Linked DNA regions of Arachis hypogaea: region 2 is linked to region 1. Evidence: chromatin contacts called from public Hi-C data. All regions are on one chromosome and are shown on one strand. The core of a region is the stretch at or near the end of the contact, and the rest is flanking DNA. Distances in the headings are between cores, read along the strand shown. Region 1 has its middle 14 kb from the start of LOC112708397. Region 2 holds the start of LOC112707053.

Region 1 (7,447 bases), core at 3,172-5,671:
AAAAAAATGCTAACCAATCAATATAAATTTAATAAAAAAATATTATTTGTGATTTGAGTAATATTCTGAATTTATTCTAATTAAAAAATTCTTGTCAGAATATTTAAAAGCCAATAAATTAATAATATTCTTAATTTATCCTATTTCATATTTTACTAAATATGGATTTAACGTATATTTTTCTTTTTTTTTTTTGGCAGTTTAAAAGTCATTATAACTTCTTTATTTGAGTTTAGATCATAGATTTTCGTTCTATCACAATGTGTTTGACTTAGTTTATGCTGCGAATTCTTTGGATGTTGGTGGTGAACCAAAGAAATTAGAATTTTTAATGTTTGACATTGATTGCATTTTGCTTTTAGAAAATTTAATTTTTTTGGTTGGATAACTTCTATTGCATATATTGATTTCTCTTGAACCAAAGAGAAGAGGAGCTGTTCCTGTGATGATTCTTAAATTTGGGGCTTTAAGATTTTAAAATTAATGAATGGTTTAAATTGAGTACAAACAAATAATTTAAAATACCATTTTAAATATATTATTATAGTATTTACCTCATAATCTATATCATACAGTTAATATGATAACTAACAGTCTACATCAACATATTACTAATATTAGTTAATAAAAATATGAACAGAGATTTATATTTTGTAATTTAAAAAATTTATTTAATCATTTTAAAAAATTAAGAACATAACTAAAGCGCATTAAAAATTTCAGAAATTATTTTGGCCATTACCTCTATTAATAACCAGCACTGTCGAGAGAAGATGCTAAATTTTGTTCCCTTGTTATTACCATTACTTGCAAGTGTTTAATTTTCATGTCTGAATTTTACGATCCTGTTCTAGTCTTAGGCGATGAAAACACGAACTCACTCTCATTCGTTTCCCTCTATACTCATGAACCTTTTTTAATTCATTATCCTAATCAGGTATATCTTAAGCTATTCAACTGAGCTTTGGGGAACGCTCTTCTTTTTATTATTTCTTAGAATATTTAAGAATGTTATCTTCGTGTTTATTCTTCGAGTCTTTGACTTTCCTTTGAATACATTTTTTGTATTTGTAGGTCATTATATGGTTTCAAATGCATGCTTAACACTATTTCAAAACACATTATTTGAGGTCTTAATATTTAAGATGGTCTCTAAAATTTAATTTCAATTTAATTTAGTTCTTTAATTTTTAATTAATTTTAATTATATTTGAAAATTTTAAAGCCTAACTCAAATTGATTTTTCTATCTATTTTTGTTATTAAAAAAATGACATGATTAAACAATATTATTTTATTATTTACGTCTAAACAACATCATTTTATTCATCTCCTTTTTTTTCTTTCTTTCCCTCAGTGTCTTAACCTCCCACTACTCTATTACTATCATTCTCAATCATACTTTTCCAATTTTACTACCTTCACTATTATCACCACCACCACATTCCCCCTCTTCTCCCCCTACCTTCATCTCACCATGTCATTTAAATTTAGCTTTAATAATAATTAACCCTATTTTGTCATTATTAAATCTGAGTGAATGTATATATTGAAATCATTTTTCTCATCTAAATTCACATAACCAAATAAGTTACATCATTTAAGCATGGACCAATAAATAAATAACAACTAAACCCTGTCAAGAAAACCTTCATCTTCAATGTATAGTTTTTTTCCACCATAATAATCGCACCTCCACCTTCATACACTATTACCTAAATTTTTTATGAAATGGAAAATGAAAAATGAAATATTTAAGAATTTTTTTTTTATTTTTGCTAAAATGGTACTCTAAACAATATACTAAAAAAGTGAAAAAGAAGAGAATAGTGGTGGTGGTGATAAAGAGAACAGTAGAATTAAAAAGATATAATTAAGAGTGATGACAATAAAATGGTGAGAAATTTAAATATTGAGGAGGAGGAAGAAAAAAAGAAAAAAAAAGGAGTAAAATAACGTGATTTTGACTCAAATAATAAAATAACATAAAATAATGTCGTTTAATCATGTCATGTTATGTTCCAATAATAAAAATAAATGTAAGAATTAACTTGAATCATGTCTTAAAATTTTAGAGTACAATATAAATTAATTAAAAATTAAAAGATTAAATTGAGTTAGAAATCAAATTTTAAAGATCATTTTAAATATTAATAATTTTTATTAAATATTGATTTTCATTTTGTCCAGATGATCAATCTCAAACAACTAAAGTTTTTGAGAAATTATGTTATTATTTTTAAATTTAATAATTTTATTCTCTTTTCATATATACATTTTTTAAATTACCCTTCGTCGTTATTGTTTTATTATTATGCCAGATTGATAGGAAGAACTCGTAGGAGTTTAGGATAATTATAAAAAATGCATACAATAGAAGAATAGTATTATCAATTAGAAAAAGACAATAATCATTTTCTGGTTTTTATATGATTTAAATTTTCTCAACTCACATGATTTCACAAGTTCATATCCTTGACTTAATACTCAAGTTACTCTTTGAAATTATACTTGCGTATTTAATCTGATCTTTAAAATTTTGATTTACTTAATTTAATTCTTTAATTTAGCATTTGTAATTTATATTATTTTTTATATTATTTTTGTCACAAAATAATTAATAATTTATTGAGATGAATTAATAGCTATTTTACTAAATTCTTGACAGCTATTTAAAGTAATAGTTGAAACTTTTTTTTTAATCTCAAGTTACTTCTTATGAAATATTTAAGGTAAAATATTGTTTTAGTTTAGAATTAATCATATTTTAGTATTTAATGTTTTAATCCTCCTATTCTTATCTCAAAACATTTAAAATGATATTAATGGTATTTTATTGTCAATTTTTTTACTAACACTTAATAAAACTGATATACTATTAGTAATATTTTTGTTAAAGTTATATTTGTTCAACCTCCTTTTTCCACTTTATCCTCTCAACAAGTCCAAATTCCATTCTTATATTTTTTTTTACACTATTAATTCTCTAAGACAAATTTAAAAAAGAGAAAAAAGAGAGTAGGAGAATGAAGTTTAGATTTGTTGAAAAGGTAAAGGTGAGTTGAGTAAACATAGTTTTAACAAAAATATTATTAATAGTACATCAATTTTATTAAGTGTTAGTGAGGGATGTAACCATGAGATAACATTGATATTATTTTAAACATTTTGGAATCAAAATAAAATTCACCTCAAATATTGAAGACCAAAACAGTACTTTATTCAAATTTGACAGCTATCAATTTATCTTAGCATATTATTAACAATGTTACAAAAAGATAGAATTAGAGATTAATTTGAATTATGAATGTCAAATTGAGGGATCAAATTAAGTAAATTAAAATTTTAAGTATCAAATTAAAGTACAAATATATTTTTAAAATCAATTTAAATATTAATTTTATCCTTAATTAATCAACTATGTTTTAAACTAAAAAAATTAAACACATAATAGGATGTGCAGTTCTTTTAATAAGGTCTTGGTAGCCTTTCTATTTTATAAACCTTTTCTTGTAATTTGTAGTGTAAGACCAACTCCAATGGACTGATGGTGAGGCCGTGTTTCTAACAAAAGAAGGATGGGAGCGTTATAGAGAAGAAGAAGCGAGTTCCTGTACGGATCTCAAAGTGAGGGAGTCCCTCTAAGCAAGAACTCAAATTAACCAATAATAATTTGTTATTTGACAAATTATTATAAAAATAAATAATTATATAAAATTTAAAATAATTAAATAATTATATTAAATAATTAAATAATAATTAAATTAATAATAATTATAATAAATAATTATATTTTTATTTAATTCATAATTTATATTAATTATTTAAATAATTAAATCATAATTAATTTATTAATAATTTTAATAATTAATTAAAGTTTAATTAAATACATATGGTAATTTTACGATGCTTATAAAATTTAATTATGTTTTTTATATTAAAGAATTTTTTAAATTAGTGTAATTCTGAATTATATATTGTGTATTATTGTTATATATGAATTTATTTAATATTAATATTTTTTAATAGTGAATTATTTTTAAATTTATAAATTTAAATAATATTATTAAAAAATTAATTATATTAATTTTAAGTATTTTAATTAATTAATTAAGTGGGATTACGATAGAAACTAAAGTTAATTTCTTCTAATAAAGAATAGATATATGTTTTGAATTTCTATTTTCTGTTTATGATGTAAAAACTAACGTGGAATTGTTTTTTATGACAGATGGACTATTAGTCAAGATGGGATTCAGGGTTTCTAGAGGTGACATTCAGCGAAAAATTAGTTTTTGGACAGGTAAAGTTGTTGGGAATATAATTGAAAATATGAGTTAAGGGTTTAGGCCCATGTACGAAAGAAAGTTAATGGTTTGGGCCTATGATTGGAGTCACTATTAGCATGATGAATGCATTGCAGACCTCGGCCTGTAAACATTTCAACAATCTCTGCCGGAAAACCAAAAAGAACTTCAAGAATCATTGCTAGAGAATGAAAATTGTCACTCTAATTTTGATCAAAACTGAGAAATTTCCAGATTACTGTTTTTTTTTTAGCCAAATCACTCCACGTCTACCGTCTACCGTCTCCACCTAAAGTTAATTTAATTATTCGAGGCTCTCAAAATAGACGACCAATAAAATGGAGGCTCAAGATAGATTATGTTAGGTCAAAATCATTATATGAATTGAGAAATGCTCAAAGCAGAATTTATTATTGAGAAAGTCTAGGAGTAGTATTTTTATTAAAATTTAGTCAATATTTAATTAAAAAAAGAAAAATGAGTAATTTTATATTATTGAATAAAATTTTATATTATTAAAAAACAATAATTTTATTAGAAAATCAAGAGGGGATTCAGCTAACTCCTGCCAATTTTTTAATGGGTTGGACCTCGAAACTCATCTTAATAAAAATAAGTTAATATACATGCATGTTTCTTCTTTTAAGTATCGGAATGTTTCTTTTTCATATCAAATAGATGTTATTTTATATCTTTTTTGAATTTTTTTGTATTGCAAGTATGAATGTCTCTATTTCTTTAAGAATTTCATATTTTTTTTTAAATTTTATAGATATCTAATTTTTTTTGCCAAAATATACCTAAATATTTCTTTTGTTAAGTATTTGGATTTTTTTTTATTAAATAAATATTTTTTTATATTTATGTAATTTTTTCGCAAGCAACATTTTTTGTTTCTGTGTAACTACCAGGCATCATTGCAGCTGGCGATTGTGATACACTAAGAGGGAACTGCTGAAGTAATATTTTGTAAAACACGGAGTTTGGACTCTGAAACTTGTGTACTTGTGTGGGTATTTGGAGGCTACCAGCCCATTTAAATGCCTGCTCTGAACCCTGTTTTAGTTTAACGGGAAATTCAAAATTTCTGCTGTATGTGTATTTTGTAGAAAAAGACCAAAATCAGATAGCATGGTCAATATTATGTCAGATTAACTATTAATCGAATACCTAAAGGAAAAAAAGAAGATAAACAATTAATCCCAATTCACCTTTCATTTTAGTTGCAGGGAAAACAATTGAAAGTGTTCTTGCATTTGATTTTTGAGAAGTAGATTCTGTCATCATAAAAATTTGAACCTATTCTTTCTTCAATGAAGAGAATGATCCATTTCGGTTTGGTTTCTGCGGTGAGAGAGAGAGGTCTGTCTATATGGTTGTTGGAGGTGGGTAGGTTAATGTGAGAGAGAAGAAAAAGATTTTTTTAGGTTTTAATTAGGTTTATTTATCAATTTTAAATTTTTTAAATTTTAAATTTAAAAATTTAAAAATTAATTATTAATATAATTATAATTAATTAAGTTGTTCTATTCTTAGCTGATTAGGAGTTGGTTCCATATACTTTTTCTAAAAACAATATTGATGATTAATTGATGACTACAAATCATAAAATTTACTGACTTTTAACACTCCTCTAAATTATTTATAATTATTAATTTAATTTTTTAGTTTAATAATTTAACAATATATTTTTAACTAAATTTTTTAAACATTAATAATTAACTGTTAGTAATAAATAATAAATTATATTGACTCTCAAGCATTTTTTTATAGTTTGTGTCCAAAATTTTTTCTCATTGAATAACCCTCCAAGGCTCCAAGTGATAAAATTTCGTTTCCAAACCTAATATAAAAAAGGTAATAATATATATACCATTTTTCTTCAAGAAATATGGAATCATTTGAAGATCTTATCATTGAAAGCTTTTGGTTGGAAGAAAAGCTGTATTCGGTGGTTCTCATTATCAAAATCTAGTGGCTCAAAGCAGTTCTCCCGTCCAAATAACCAGCTTTTTTCCAGCCAGATATTTTTTCAGCCCTAACCACTCAACGTTATTCAATTAAACAAACCCCGGAAAAACAAGGTTCGACCCACTATTACACAACTCCACAAGTTCGGGGTTTTTTTTTTTAAATTTCAAAAAATATATAAAATATATTTTACCAAAAAATATATATAATATTAATCATATCTCATGAAAGTCTTTTAAAAATACGTTTCTACATATGATACTCTTTTATATGGGAACGACCTACCAAATAGAATTTTGGATCATTTCCCATGCATCAGTCATGAATTCTCTCATTTTCATAGATATTTGAAATAAATCAGAATTTCAATTTCTAGGTTTTCCATATGAAATGACAAAAATACATTCTTAAAAAATTTTCACTAGATACATATTTTGGGAATTAATATTGTTCTTGCTGAGTTTGGCCGGTGTATAACCCTTCTTGTTGCAATGAGTTATACGTTGGCAAGGAGAGAACAAGGAGATGGGTACCTACAAAAGACACTCCAACATTCAAGTCAGTAAGTGTTTAAAAGATATAAGAATAATTCTATGAATATAGAACGTAAGACATGAAATAGAAGTCATTATGTGTTGTATATTATAATAATTCTATGAATATAGAATGTATATAGAATATATCTAAAATGTCTCTAGAATGTATTGTGTATATGAAAATTTGTGTCTTTTATAGGCATAAAGTTGATGAATAGAATTTATGGTATGACCGTTGATCATTAAGTCAGAATAATGGTCATTAAGTCGGTAATGAAAGTGTCGGTTACAGAATGAATGATAATTAAGGTCGAGTTATAACTTATAATGCACAATAAAGACCGAATTATAAGGTGACGGATCAAATATATTTTCATATATTTATATAAATAAAAAACCCCACAAGTTCACTTTAGGAAGTTGAATTGCAATTAAGATAGTAAAATACTTTACAAAAAATATAAAATCATAATATAATTTAAATTGTGAAATTATTTCATTTAATAAAAAATTTTAAAATTAATATTATAACATCAAATTTATAGCCATATAAATATTGCATATGAACGAATAATTAGGTTGTAGTGAATGAAATAATCTGAAGTTTTTTAACGAATTATTAAATAACGAATTT
Region 2 (7,578 bases), core at 2,211-4,710, 52 kb after region 1:
CCGGGGTCGGCCACGATGTCGAACTGTAAAATGTGCTCCGCACGCTCCTGCCAGTGAAGATGCCAGTCAGGTAAGTGCGCCAGGAACCAACGATCACCTCCTCTCCCATCCTTCAACATCAAGAAGTCAATGTTTAGGGCGGGACGCGGTGGGGGCTGAACGCCCCCAAACTGCGGTAAAACTCTATCAATCTGATGCCACTCGACCACCGCAAAATAAATCAGGGACGTCACACACCGCCATAACATCGTATGCCAAGGCTCCAAGACCTCCGGATGGACAACCTGGATGACGTCGAGTGCGCTATAGGGCATCCATATGAACTGAAAAAAACCAAATAAAAACAATTTGACACTTCTGTTAGATAATATAAACTGAAACAATGACTGGAGATAGATATGGGCTCAGCGTACTTACATCCCAAGGCTGTAACAAGTCGATCTTCAGGCGAGCCATCTGTACCCGAGGTCCCTTGTTGCTAATTCCAGGATTGTAACCAGACCATCTGCGTAAGAGGTTAAACATTCTAATGCGTTCATGACTCACTCTACAATGCATGAAATTGCTTGCATAATAAAAAATAAATACAATAAGGATACATAATACAAAACAATAATGGTACCTCGAGGCAAGGGGCCAGCTAAACGCATCATACCCAGTAGGCCTAAAAGAAGGAAACCTCCAGAAGATCCAAGACTGCAGTAACTGTAAAGGCCCAGCTAACTTCACGACATGTCTGTTGGCGACTCGGCACCTGCACCGGTACAACCATGCTAGTGCCGCCGACCCCCAACTGTAGCCACCCATCTCCTCAAGCCGAGCAACATAGGGTAGCCATCTGATGTGTATACGATTGCCGGACTTGTCAGCAAACAGCTGCGTGCCCAATAACATCATGATATAGGCACGGGAAAAGCGCCTAACTGTCTCCTCATTAGCCCCATCGGGACACTCTCCAAGTGACTCCTGGAACCAGGTGCAGTTGACTGCGAATTTCTGAACCTGGTTCTCGGGAGGTAAAACACCGAGCAACTCATGGAACCACTGCCAAGCTGGCCTCCCACCCTCAATGTAAAGGTGGAAGTCTGTCAGGCAACCACTGACGTAAGGTCCGTCCACTGGCAACCCCAGATGATATGCGACGTCCTGAAGCGTGATGGTGCACTCTCCGAACGGCATGTGGAAGGTGTGCGTCTCAGGCCGCCACCTCTCGACGAATGCGCTGACTAGGGGATCGTCTAGTCGGAACCATCTGTCGTTCAGTCTCGCAAGATGGTACAATCCGGCCATCTGCAAGTACGGAACGTACCTCTCATGAAGACGCATCCCCTGCTGCCGCCTAACGCTGGATATGCAACGACGAGGCTGGCCAGTAGATAAACCGCATAATTAGAACAGATGCACAAACCACTAACATATACAATTTATTTCATAAAGAACCAAAAAAGAAATCGTGCGACACAACATATATGAAACAAGCGACCAACATTGTATACACAAACCGCTAACATGAACCACGTGCAAAAACATTAACAAATACAACAATCACTAACAAGTAAAACTGTTAACAAAAACCGCTAGCATATACCTCTATCATAAACCACTACCCTAAACCGCTAACCGTCACTAAAACCACTATCCAAAACCATTAACAAAAACCGCTAACAAAAAACAATAACAAAAACCACTAACAAAAACCACTGGCCCAAACCACTAGCTTAAACCGCTAACACTAACATAAACTGCTATAAAAAATCATTAACAAAAACCACTTGCCTACACCACTATCATAAACCACTATCTTAAACCACTATCCTAAACCACTAACAGTAACATAAACCATTATCAAAAACCATTAACAAATACCACTATCATAAACCGCTTTCATCAACCACTACCATAAACCACTAACAAAAAACACTATCAATAGCGCAACATCATAAACCACTAACCTCGTCGTTGATCACCCCGGCGATATGAGCAACTCCATCCAAACGATAAAGCCTCCCCGGATCGTCCCCCATCGCCTGAATATGCCGCTCTGGTCTTACTCGACCCGAATGTTGGTCGTTTTCTCTGGGATTTGGTGGGGTATGAGAATGACAAAGTGATTCGAATGAACTTGGTTCGAACTCCTTATATAGCCAAAACTCTTGTAATTCGAATCAAGTAGATTCGAATTACTTAGTGTCACCAACTTCACCTATTTCGAATCAATATGATTCGAACCTCACTCGTGTGCCCTTCTCCATCTAATTCGAATTGATATAATTCGAACTACCCTATTATAATTCGAAGTTAGTCGTTTCGAATTACTAAGGAATTTTGCATGCATAATTCGTTTTTTATTGATTCGAATTACCTTGGAATAGTTCTTGAAAGTAATTCGTATTGAATCAATTCGAATTACGTGGAAACTTGATTCGAATCCTATTGATTCGAATTATATAAAAATTAGTTCTGGTGGATTGAGGTATCGAAATTTGATTTAGTTGATTTGGGTTAAAGTGAGCTCCCCTTGACTCATTTGGGTTTTTTACCCTTAAAGTTATATAGCCCTTCCCTTTGATTATTTATTTATTTGTGCCCTTACACGTCCTTACCATTAATTTTTCCGTACCTGTATAACTATTTCAGCTAAAGAGAGAGACTGATTTTCATTTCCATAACTGATCAGAGCAAAATCTTAAATTTGTAGGTCCTTCCATTAGTACAATTTATTTATATAAATGACTATTTTAAGGAAAAAGCTAGCTATATAGTTTGATTCAAAATAAATATTTATTTTTAAAAAGTGATGAGTTTTGCAAATAAGTAAAACATCATAGAATTAGAAACTTCATATTAAAAGATAATTTTTACATTATCAATATATTAAACACATTAAAAAATTTAAAATATTTTAAAATTATTATAATATATATTCACTAAAATTTTAAAAATAAGTAATAAAATAGAAATAAAACATTTAAATAAAAGATAAGAGCAAAATAATTTTGTATTATTTAAAATTAAATCTAGCTAGAAGTGTAAGGATTTTTTTATAAATAAATAATTTAATTATTTTATTTACTGAAATATATAAGTTATAGCATGTCTACTAATTTATCTTATATTGATTTATCTTATTTATAGTATAAAAACAAAATATATGTATTATTATTAAAAAAATTATAATTAAAATAATATCAACCTATTTTCTATATATTCCTTTGAGTACTAATTCAAATAAGTTGATTTTTAAAAAAAAATAATATTAATTTAATTGTAAACAAAATTTGTATATTTTTTAAAATTTTATATATCTCATTTAAAGTGTAAACAAAATAAATCAATATGTTATAAATAGGTAAATACGTTACAAATTACATATTTTTTTAAATAAAATAATTAATTATTTATTTATAAAAAAAACGAGAAGTGTAATAATTATATAACCGAAGATACAGGTATTATTATCGGATATGCAAGGAAATGAAGGAAGTAGTAGTAGTGTTTGTTTTTGCGTAAAATTTTTTTTTTGGGTGACTTTTTTTGCGTAAAATTAAAGTGCATGGAACACGTTTTAGTGGTGTGCGTCCTGTGTATAAATAAGTGAAGAGTAGGCTTATGGCGAGAGAAGACAAATAATACTCTATTATTCTTACATGTAAAAATGGCGAGAACCCGTTGCGTTGACAAAAGTGGAATGAAGAAAGGTGCTTGGACTCCCGAAGAAGATAGCAAGCTAATTGCTTATATTACTAGGTATGGTTCCTGGAATTGGCGACAACTCCCTAGGTTTGCAGGTAAAAGTGTAAAACACTCAACTTTGATTTTACAGAAATCAATTAATTAATTAATTAGTTATATAATTGGTGCGTTGTTGATTGATTAGGTCTGGCAAGATGTGGAAAGAGTTGCAGATTGAGATGGCTCAATTATCTGAGGCCCAACATCAAACGAGGGAACTACACTCAAGAAGAAGAAGATATTATTGTTACAATGCACAAGAAGATAGGAAACAAGTATATGTCTCTCTCACTCTCTTATACTACTTTTTCATTTCTCATCAAGTGTATCGCACTTGGATTTAAACTTTAACCCTTGTTTTTAAGTGAAGTTTGCTAAGGAATGTTCTACCAAAAATACTGGTCCAAATTTTAAAGTAGAATGTTTTTTTTTTTGTTTTAACTAAAGAAGCAAGAGTTTTACATTCTACCATCATCATCAAATCACTTTTTTTTAATAGGGTTAACCAATAAACATGTCCTCGAATTATTTAAATGCTGACAAAAATACACCCAAATTTTATTATCAACAAAAATGCCTTCAAATAATTTAAAAACGCAACAAGAATGCCCATAAGTAAATATATATTTTCAAAAAATACTTTAAAGAATGAATTTTGATATGATTCTTTTCAAACATGATTATAAAAATGAAATATTATTATCCTTAAAATTTGGTAGTTTTTTGTAAGTATATATTTTTTTATAATTTTTTTGTTAACAACCAATAAAACTTTTAAAAAATCACAAAAAATATATACTTAACAAAAAATCATCAAATTTTAAGAATAATAATATCTTATTTTTCTAATCATGCTTACAAAATATCGCATCAAAACTCATTTTCTAATAAATTTTTTGAGAAATACATATTTAATGTTAGATAATCTTGCAAAAAATCTAACATTAAATATGCATTTCTCAAAAAATATATATTAGAGATTGAATTTTGATGCAATTTTTTGCAAGCATGATTCGAAAAATGAGATATTATTACTCTTAAAATTTGGTGATTTTTTTTCTAAGTATATATTTTTTGTGATTTTTTTTAAAGTTTTATTAGTTGTTAACAAAAAAAATTATAAAAAAATATATATTTAACAAAAAATTACCAAATTTTAAGGATAATAATTGTATAAAAATTCAATCTCTAAGGTATATTTTGAAAATATATATTTATTGTTGGGTATTCTTGTTATGTTTTTAAATTATTTGAAGGCATTTTTGTCGATAGTAAAATTGTGGTGTATTTTTGTCAGCGCTCGAATAATTTGGAGGCATTTTTGGTAGTTAACCCTTTTAATAATTATATCTTTAACATATTTTTTTTATACTTTTTTAAATTTTAATAAATATTAAATTTTGTTAAGAAACTATAACTCAAATGACATAGTCTCTTCATACTCATCTAAGAGGTTGCAGGTGCAAGTCTCTTTGTGTAAAAACACAAATACTTATAGAAAAAGTTTAGGAGCCAACAATTTTATTAAATCCTAGCCAGTATGTAACTAGCAAAACAAAAATGTGTAATGCTACACCATTGAATAAAATTTCACATCATTAAAAATATCATTAATAACTTTATGGCTACAAAGCACAAAAATTACTGTCCTACATTCCTTGTATTTATATCTCTAATAGTTATATCTTTTTGTGTAAAAAATCCGATGAAAGTTTGTGTGTCTTATCAACAGGTGGTCTGTGATTGCATCCAATCTACCAGGAAGAACAGATAACGATATAAAGAATCATTGGCACTCCTCCCTCAAGAGGCGCTCTCATCAGAGAAACACACGTCAAAAGGTTAAGGCCACCGCCGCTGCCACCGCCCCTGCCGCTGCCATTGCCGCAGTGAACACCACCACCAACCCTAATAATAACAATAACGCTTCACTTCAATATTCTCCTCAGACCTCTTCTGACACTGTCTCTGGCCCCTTGTCCCCTCAATTATCCTCCACAATAATCGCAACTAATAATCATAACGAAAATAATTCAGACTACTTTGACGACATCGATTTTTTGAATTATTATACACAGCACGCAATTGAAAATCTGTGGTCAGAGACATTTCTAGCTGAACAAATAGACAATTGTAACGGTGGTTTTGTTTCATTGGACGCTACTACTACGCAGATCTCGGATTCTTCGGAATTGCTGTCTCCGCAATCATCATCATTATCAAGTGCAGAGAATAATGATAACTTATTTACCTTTGCAGAAACAACAGCGAAAGCTTTTGATGAAGTGTTTTGGACAGAACATTATGCTGTAGATTTGTCTTGTGTTCCAAATGAACTACTTACGCCTTCTGTGGACCCGTATGTTTGTCCTGTGGCTGTGTATGATGATTTAGATCTGTGGACTCAAAGCAATTTTACATGATGAGATTGTTATTATTAACTTCTTCTGTACAATAATTATTATTCAATGAATGAATAATTATAATGAAAGATAAGTAAATAAAGTAATGGCCCATATTCGAAGAATCAAAACTTGTATCTGTGACTGCGACCTTGATATTTTGGTATGAAAAATATATGGATTTTTGTTAAACGAATCACTTTAAGCCACGTTATAAGGTATCTAAATAAGAAGAATATTTTTCATTTCTTAATTGTTAAATTTTATATAAATGATTAAAATTAAAATTCAATGTCATAGTTTCTGTTTATTAAGTATTCATGTAACATTTTTAAGTAATTATATAAAGAATATCGATGTACAAACATTCTACTTTAATGCAGAATCTAAAAAATGATCACACTAAAGTGATATAATATATGCAACTCATCTTAATAATAATAATAGTTATATAAGTGATCAGTGATTATTTTCACCATTTGAATTCTTGACCTTAAGTAATTATATGATTTTAAAAAGTATTTTTTAGTGACTATAAATTATTTATACATATGATCTAGAAGCCAAAAATTGTCCCATTATTTTCACATATATTATTAAAATGTATTGTGAAAGAGAGAAATGTGAGAAAGCGAGAGTGAATTTCATTAATTGATCACTCTCACTAATGGTAAATATATATCAGCTGCCTTGAGTAGGAAGGAAGCAAGAACAGTGAAACAGAAAACTGAAAATAACTAACTGCTTACATCATCACACCTAACTAACTTCTAAATAGTTTACACGTGGATCATAATAAAATGCTTGAAATCCATGGAGATAGAATCAACAACATACAACAGGATCCGAACCACTACTGATGATTCCAGACTTGCAGTTTGATTCCAAAGCATGCATTTATGATTATGAAAGGTGAAAAATCGAATTTCGTAAAAGGATAAAACAAACTAGATTAAACTAAAGCCAGATCAATGATCTAATAAGGGGAATTGACGAGAGAGAGAGGAAAAAGAGAAGTACGTCCCAATAGTTTAGTTTAGCCAAAATTGATTTGATTAACTACCCTAACTTAGCTTGATTGGTGTTTAGATCACAGGAAAATGAGTGTTATAGAAGAGAGGAGAGAGTATAGTGTTGCATGAGACGCAGCGAAGTTATTTTGTTTTATGGGCCGGGCCCGGCCTCATGAGAGAAATGATGTTGAGATTACACAGTGTTGGGCCTCATATGCACGTGCTTGGGTTCCCCACCCACCATTAACACCAATTTGCTTTTAACTAATTTGAGATAGTGGAGTAGTCAACTTATTAGTCAGTTTAAATAAGCGTTGGAGACTCGAATCTCGCTTTATACATATAATAGTTTATTGACCAATGACAGATCTTTAAATAAAATTTAAATTTATGTCGAATTAATTCTTAATCTGTCGAATTAGAAAATACTG

The links. A called contact is a pair of places that touch in the nucleus more often than the background predicts.
Region 2: a contact with region 1 is called in a Hi-C map of leaf, with 1.8 times the contacts expected there. The contact joins the promoter of LOC112707053 here to the enhancer-like site in region 1. A contact is called at or near these places in 3 of 8 Hi-C or Micro-C datasets (leaf and an unstated tissue).

Annotation. Positions count from the first base shown.
Region 1 is chr8:32,639,195-32,646,641 of arahy.Tifrunner.gnm2.J5K5, forward strand. No RefSeq gene overlaps it. Among protein-coding and RNA genes, the nearest start is that of LOC112708397, 14 kb to the left of the region's middle. Within about 2 kb of position 4,422, at least 2 of the 3 cell types and tissues checked have open chromatin away from gene starts, as enhancers often do.
Region 2 is chr8:32,691,791-32,699,368 of arahy.Tifrunner.gnm2.J5K5, forward strand. LOC112707053 reads left to right here and starts at 3,461. Exons shown (of 3, transcript XM_025758611.2): 1 at 3,461-3,788; 2 at 3,878-4,007; 3 at 5,465-6,265. The coding sequence starts at 3,656. The coding sequence ends at 6,155. LOC140174709 (protein MAIN-LIKE 1-like) reads right to left here and starts at 1,179. Exons shown (of 3, transcript XM_072200210.1): 1 at 623-1,179; 2 at 418-505; 3 at 187-303. The coding sequence starts at 1,179. The coding sequence ends at 187.